Linked DNA regions of Mus musculus: region 1 is linked to region 2. The links are chromatin contacts, called in public HiChIP or PLAC-seq maps. All regions are on one chromosome and are shown on one strand. The core of a region is the stretch at or near the end of the contact, and the rest is flanking DNA. Distances in the headings are between cores, read along the strand shown.

Region 1 (2,977 bases), core at 8-2,507, 210 kb before region 2:
TCCCAGTGATGAATGAACGTGGTGTCTTGTCAGGAGGCATTTCCTGACAGTTTAGTTCTGTTTATTTTTTGGTGGTGATCTAAGAAAATGGCCAGGTCTGGTGGCTCAGGTCTGTACTCTCAGCTACTCAGGAAGCTGAGGCAGGAGGATCACAAATTCAGTGCCCGCCTAGGGTACAGAGTAAGTTCAAGACTAGCCTGGGCAGCTGAGAGAGCAGTGTGCCCTCAGTTGGCTCTCTCTGTGGGAGCCCCAGTGTGTCCCTGGACTGGCTTTCTCCATGGGAGCCCTGGGCTTCTGCAGGGTCTGCCCTGGGCTGTCAAAGGTCACCATCTCTACTGTGTCACTACTTCAGTCTCTCAAATGGAGGATCCTTTTCATTCCACTGCTCTAAGTTGAGCCAGTGAAGTACTGTACCATTAAGCTATACCCCAGTAGACTTCATTAACTAAAAATAATTTTCTTTGCAAAGAATCCACACAGAGCTCGCTTTAGAGAAATACTGTTGTTGTTGCCTCGTGGGGTCAGTGGCTAAGAGCAAGGGATTAGCCCTGTAGTGAAGTTCTGGCCTGTTTCCTAAGCTGTGTGACTCATCCTGAGAAACAGCTTTCTAGTCTATATATGGAAATTCATCCAATGAAGTTCTTAGAGTATTTTTTTTTAAGATTTTAAATTTATTTTAGCTGGGTGGCGGCGGCACGTGCCTTTGACCTAAGCACTCAGGAGGCAGACATTGGCAGATCTCTGCGTTTGAGGCCCACCTGGTCTACAGGGTTCCAAGAGTGCCAAGGTTACACAGAGAAACCCTGTCTTGAAAAAAAAATAAATTTATTTTTTATTTTATGTATATGAGTGTTTTGTCTGCATGTGTCAAGTGTGTGCAGTACCGGTGTGTAGCACACATATGTGTACTGTATAGACATAGGTGTGAGGGCCCCAAAACAGGCCTTGGATCCTCTGAACTGTAGTTACAGATGGTTATGAACTGCTGGCTGGGTGCTTGCAACCAAATCCTAGTCATTTACAATACAGAAAGTTGTCTTAGCTGCTCAGCCTGTTGTAACTGATTTGTGAAAGGAGGCTTATAGAAGACTTCCCCAGCACACTGCCAGGCTACAAGCTGATATTACATTACCATCACAACTACAATAGTCAACCAATTACACTAAAAATACGGCTAACCAAGGAGAATCTGCTGCCTTCTCACAGTGTGCCCGCCATGCTCTGTTTCTGCCACCAGGGGGCATAGGATGAACCCAAAGTATTGAGAAAGCCAATCTGGTACTTCCCCTTGGGGGCAGTCTAAAGTTGCATGCCTGGGTGCCTCAGGGTGTATCCTGGATCTCCACTTCAGGTTCTAAAGGCCAGACTTTATCTGTGGCAATATTAGCTGCTAACTGCGTGTTTGCTAGGCTGTTAGGGAAGTCTGGGGTGTGTGTTTGTGTGTGTGCTTGCACATTTAAGTATATTCTTTTTTTATGTTCATATTCTTTTTTGTTTTATTGTGTTATTTTATTTTATTTATTTACATTTCAAATGTTATCCTCTTTCCTGGTTTCCTCTCTGCAAACCCCCCTATTCCATCCCCCTTACCCTGCTTCTATGAGGGTGCTCCCCCCCCCCCCCCCCCCCGCCACCTACCCACTCCCACCTCCCTGCCCTAGCATTCCTCTACACTGGAGTATCAAGTCTTCATAGAACCAAGGGCCTCCTCTCCCATTGATGCCAGACAAGGCCCCTTCAGCTCTTTCAGTCCTTCTCCTAACTCCTCCATTGGGGTCCCTGTGCTCAGTCCAATGGCTGGCTGTGAGCCTCCGCAACTGTATTGGTCAGGATCTGGCAGAGCCTCTCAGGAGACAGCTGTATCAGCCTCCTGTCAGCAAGCACTTCTTGGCATCTGCAATAGTGTCTCGGTTTGGTGTATGCATGTGAGATGGATCCCCAGATGGGGCAGTCAGTCTCTGGATGGCCTTTCCTTCAGTCTCTGCTCCACTCTTTTCCCCTGTTTTTCCTTTAGACAGGAGCAATTCTGGGTTAAAATTCTGGAGATGGGTGGGTGGCCTAGAAAATATCCAGAGTGAGGTAACTCAGTCACAAAAGATCACACATGGTATGTACTCACTGGTAAGTGGGTACTAGGCAAAGGTTGTGGAATACCTACAATACAACTCACAGACCAAATGAAGCTCAAGAGGAAGGAAGATCAAAGAATGGATGCTTCTGTCCTACTTAGAAGGGGGAACAAAATAATCAAGAGAGGTAGAGGGTGGGAGGGACTTGGGAGGAAGAGAAGACGGGGAGGAGAAAAGAGGGGCAGAATCAGGTATGGGAGGAGACGAGGATGATATACAGAGGGTCAGGAAATTGAGCAGAGGAGTGTAGCAGTGGGGGATGGGGAATTGGGGGTAGCAACCAGAAAGCCCCATATGCCAGGAAAGCAAAAACCTCCTAGGACCCTACAGGGATGACATTAGCTAAAATACCCCACAAAGGGGAGGGAGAACCTGTCAAGACCATATCCAGAGTTTAGGCATGGCCTCCTGGTTGAGGGATGGGGCCACCCACCCACCTCCAAAATTTTAACCCAGAACTGCTCCTAAGTATATTCTTTTTAAAAAAAAATTATTAGATATTTTCTTCGTTTACATTTCAAATGCTATCCCAAAAGTCCCCTATACCCTCCCCCGGCCCTGCTCCCCTACTCACTCACTCCTACTTCTTGGCCCTGGAGTTCCCCTGTACTGGGGCAGATAAGGTTAGCAAGACCAAGGGGCCTCTCTTCCCATCCTAAGTATATTCTTCATATTTGGTATATCTCCAGGTAAAGGATAGAGCAGAACCACAATGAGAAAAGCTTGAACAGCGGCAGACCTAGCCCAGAAGGAAGCTGAGCAACTCTGAACTTGAGGCATCCTCACACCACAGAGATGCATACACACTGTACGCAAGCAAACCTGCAGACCCCTACATGCACTGGAAG
Region 2 (2,918 bases), core at 231-2,730:
TCCTAAAGGGACTATGAGCAAGTTCATTCTGGAGCCATTTAGGGTTATCCCAAATTCTATGTTCCAACGTGGAAAGAGTTTCATGAAGTTTTTATAGTTTTAGAGAACAGAGAATATCATAAATTAAGGCAAGTTTGAAATACATTGGAGAGTCAATCTGAGAGGCAACTACAGCGAGGTAGGGAGACATTTCTCTGGCCCAATATGCTATCTGAGCTTTTGGCTTGTTGGGAGCTAGTGGTCTGCTAAGTTAGACACTAAAAGGACCTGACATTGTCTGACTTTCACAGGCACTAGGCACACACATGTGGTGCACACACATGTATGTATGCAAATGCTGATACACATATCAGCATCTATTTAAAGCTTGAAATTTTAAAACAGGACAAGCATGGTGGACCCAATTAAGAGAAAAAGCAAGTACTAGTAAAAAAGAGAGATAAAGAAGTGTAGAAAAGCCTGCCTTTTTGATTTTTGTTTGTTTGTTTGTATTGTTTTTTGTTTTTGTCTTTTTTCTTGAGTCAGGGTTTCTCTGTGTAGCTCTGGCTGTCCTGGAACTTGTAACCCAGGCTAGCCTCGAACTCACAGAGCTCTGCCTCTGCTTCCGGAGCGCTGGGATTAAAGGTGTGTTTCACTGCTGCTGGCTCAGACCTGCCTTTTTAAAGCAATAGAAGGAAGAAAATAGATACCTCCCCAGAGTGTAACACTGAGAGCTTCAAGGAATGCAGCAAGTGAGAAAGCCGATCTGCAAAGCTGCTTTCCTTTTTCCATATTTTATCTCACTCTAAAAATAATTATAAAGATCACCACTCATTTTTTTCTCAGATGATTTGTCAACATTTTTCTTTGCTGATGTTATTTTATTTCTATTCATTTCCCCCAGAAACTGCCATTGTAGCCATTGCTTTTCTAAGTTTCCCCAACACGAGGAGAATGCTTCCAGAGGCGTGTCACAGGGAAGCTTGGAACACAAGAACAGCGCAGAGTGCCATGCATTCTCTGCCTCTTTGTGAACACTGACTCCCCAGACCCAAGTCACCTATTTCTTCATGCAGCCAGTGATGAAGAATGGCCACCAAAATGTCCCTGGGTAGCTTTAGTATAAAAGTTACTGTGGTGGACAGAGTCTGGCAGGAGGGGGTTGGAAAGAGGGCTCAGTATGCATGACCACTTGCTGCTCTCACCGAGGGCCCAAGTTTGGTTTCCAGCACCCACATGGTGGTTCACAATCATCCATTGTAACTCTGGTTTCAGGGTTCAGATGGCCTCTATAAGTACCAGGCACATGATGTACATAAGTACACACAGGCAAAATACTGATAGGTATAAAATAACTCCAAAAGACATTTTTTAAAAAGAGTCTGGTAAAAGGATTTTCCTACTTCAGGTGGCTGTTCACCCGAATATGCTATACTATGTGTCTCTTAAGGAGCCTTAGTGATCGTCAGATGGAGAGTCAGTTCTAGTCAATCATTTGATGTGGGTATGTGTCTAAACCGCCATTGTTTTTGTCATTGTCTTCTTGATCTTTGTTGTGGATAGCCCTGGGGCTAACTGTATTTGATGTTAATTCTGTTCTGTGAGTGGTTGAGAACAAGGAATAAGTCAGCCTTCAGGTAATTCCTGTAAATCTGCTTCCCACCTTAATTTGTAAAATGGAGGAGAGCTGATGATTGGGCAGAGAGAGGGAAGGTGGAGCGGAGCAGAAGGTGGAGGAGAAAATGGGAGAGGGAGCAGCCTCAAAAGAGGAGGAGGAAGAAGAAAAGTGGAGCAGAAGTACATGGCCAGGAGAAACCGCAAGTTCTAAGGGGTCTCATAGATGGAGAAGATGGTAGTGTAGTGGTAGATCTGCCCAATCTAGGCTCACAGCATGTATTCATATTAACTGAGTTGTGTTTTCATTACTAGGGCATATTTGGGTTGGAGATTTATTACAACAGTTCTTTATTAAAGATGTATTTACTTTTATCTTATGTATGTGAGTATTTTCATGAATGTATGTATGTGTGTGTGCATGGGCACCGTGCATATGCCTGGTGCCTGCAGAGTCCAGAAGAAGGCATTAAGTCCCATGGAACTGAAGATATGAATAGTTGTGAGTCACCATGTAGGTGCTGGAAACAGAACCCAAGCTCTCCGCAAGAGCAGCAAGTGCTCCAAACTGCTGGGTCATCTCTACAGCCCTGAGAATCATCTTAACTTGCTGTATAAAGGAAAACATTTCAATAACAGGCATCTTGCATATTAACTTGTGCACGCCCCCTGGATACTTTAGTATCCTCTAGATGACGCACAATATCTAATGCAATGTGAATGGTACGTACATCATTGCTGTGCTATGAAGACAATAAAAAATGTTCTGCATGTGTTCTGTATATGTGCAGTTAAAAACAGGTGGAATTGAGAGATGGTTCAGCAGTTAAGAGCACTTACTGCTCTTGCACAAACCCTTAGTTCAATTTCCAACAACCACTTGGTAACGTATAGTTGGGAGCCTTCTTGTGACCTCTGAGGGCTCAGGCATGCACCTGGTGCACATACAGATAAGCAGGCAAACACAAGTACCCATAATAAAATAAAATAAATATCTTAAAAACAAATTGGGTCTGCAGTTGGTTGACTCTCCAGACATGCACTCAATGTAGGCAGAAGGCTGTCTGTACTTAATCTTACTTCAAATCCTGCAGTTTATCAGGATATAAAATAGACCTCCTGAGAACAAGAAGGGACCCAACAAAAGGATAGCAAACAGTTGATGATTGCGATGGTTTGTATATGCTTGGTCCAGGCAGTGACCCTGTTCGTGTAGGTGTGGCCTTTTTGGAGTAGGCATGGCACTATGGGTATGGGCTTTAAGAGCCTCATCTTAGCTGTCTGGAAGTCACCCTTTCACTAGCGGGTATAGAACTCTCAGCTCC

What was found. HiChIP or PLAC-seq counts read pairs in DNA pulled down with a chosen protein or histone mark.
Region 1: a CTCF HiChIP or PLAC-seq map of CD8 T cells shows a contact between it and region 2, with 5 read pairs. The contact joins two enhancer-like sites. A contact is called at or near these places in 1 of 39 promoter capture datasets (hippocampal neurons), 1 of 15 datasets of contacts at CTCF or cohesin (CD8 T cells), 7 of 484 Hi-C or Micro-C datasets (the C10 cell line, bone marrow-derived macrophages, embryonic stem cells and 3 more) and 9 of 115 datasets of contacts at active chromatin or transcription factors (CD8 T cells, T-cell acute lymphoblastic leukemia, effector CD8 T cells and 4 more).

What each region holds. Positions count from the first base shown.
Region 1 is chr14:122,059,156-122,062,132 of GRCm38.p6, reverse strand. No RefSeq gene overlaps it. Among named protein-coding and RNA genes, the nearest start is that of Timm8a2, 26 kb to the right of the region's middle. Within about 2 kb of position 1,257, at least 47 of the 459 cell types and tissues checked have an H3K27ac peak or open chromatin away from gene starts, as enhancers often do. A contact at or near this core is called in CD8 T cells, where this site is marked.
Region 2 is chr14:121,844,818-121,847,735 of GRCm38.p6, reverse strand. No RefSeq gene overlaps it. Among named protein-coding and RNA genes, the nearest start is that of Ubac2, 32 kb to the left of the region's middle. Within about 2 kb of position 1,480, at least 6 of the 459 cell types and tissues checked have an H3K27ac peak or open chromatin away from gene starts, as enhancers often do. A contact at or near this core is called in CD8 T cells, where this site is marked.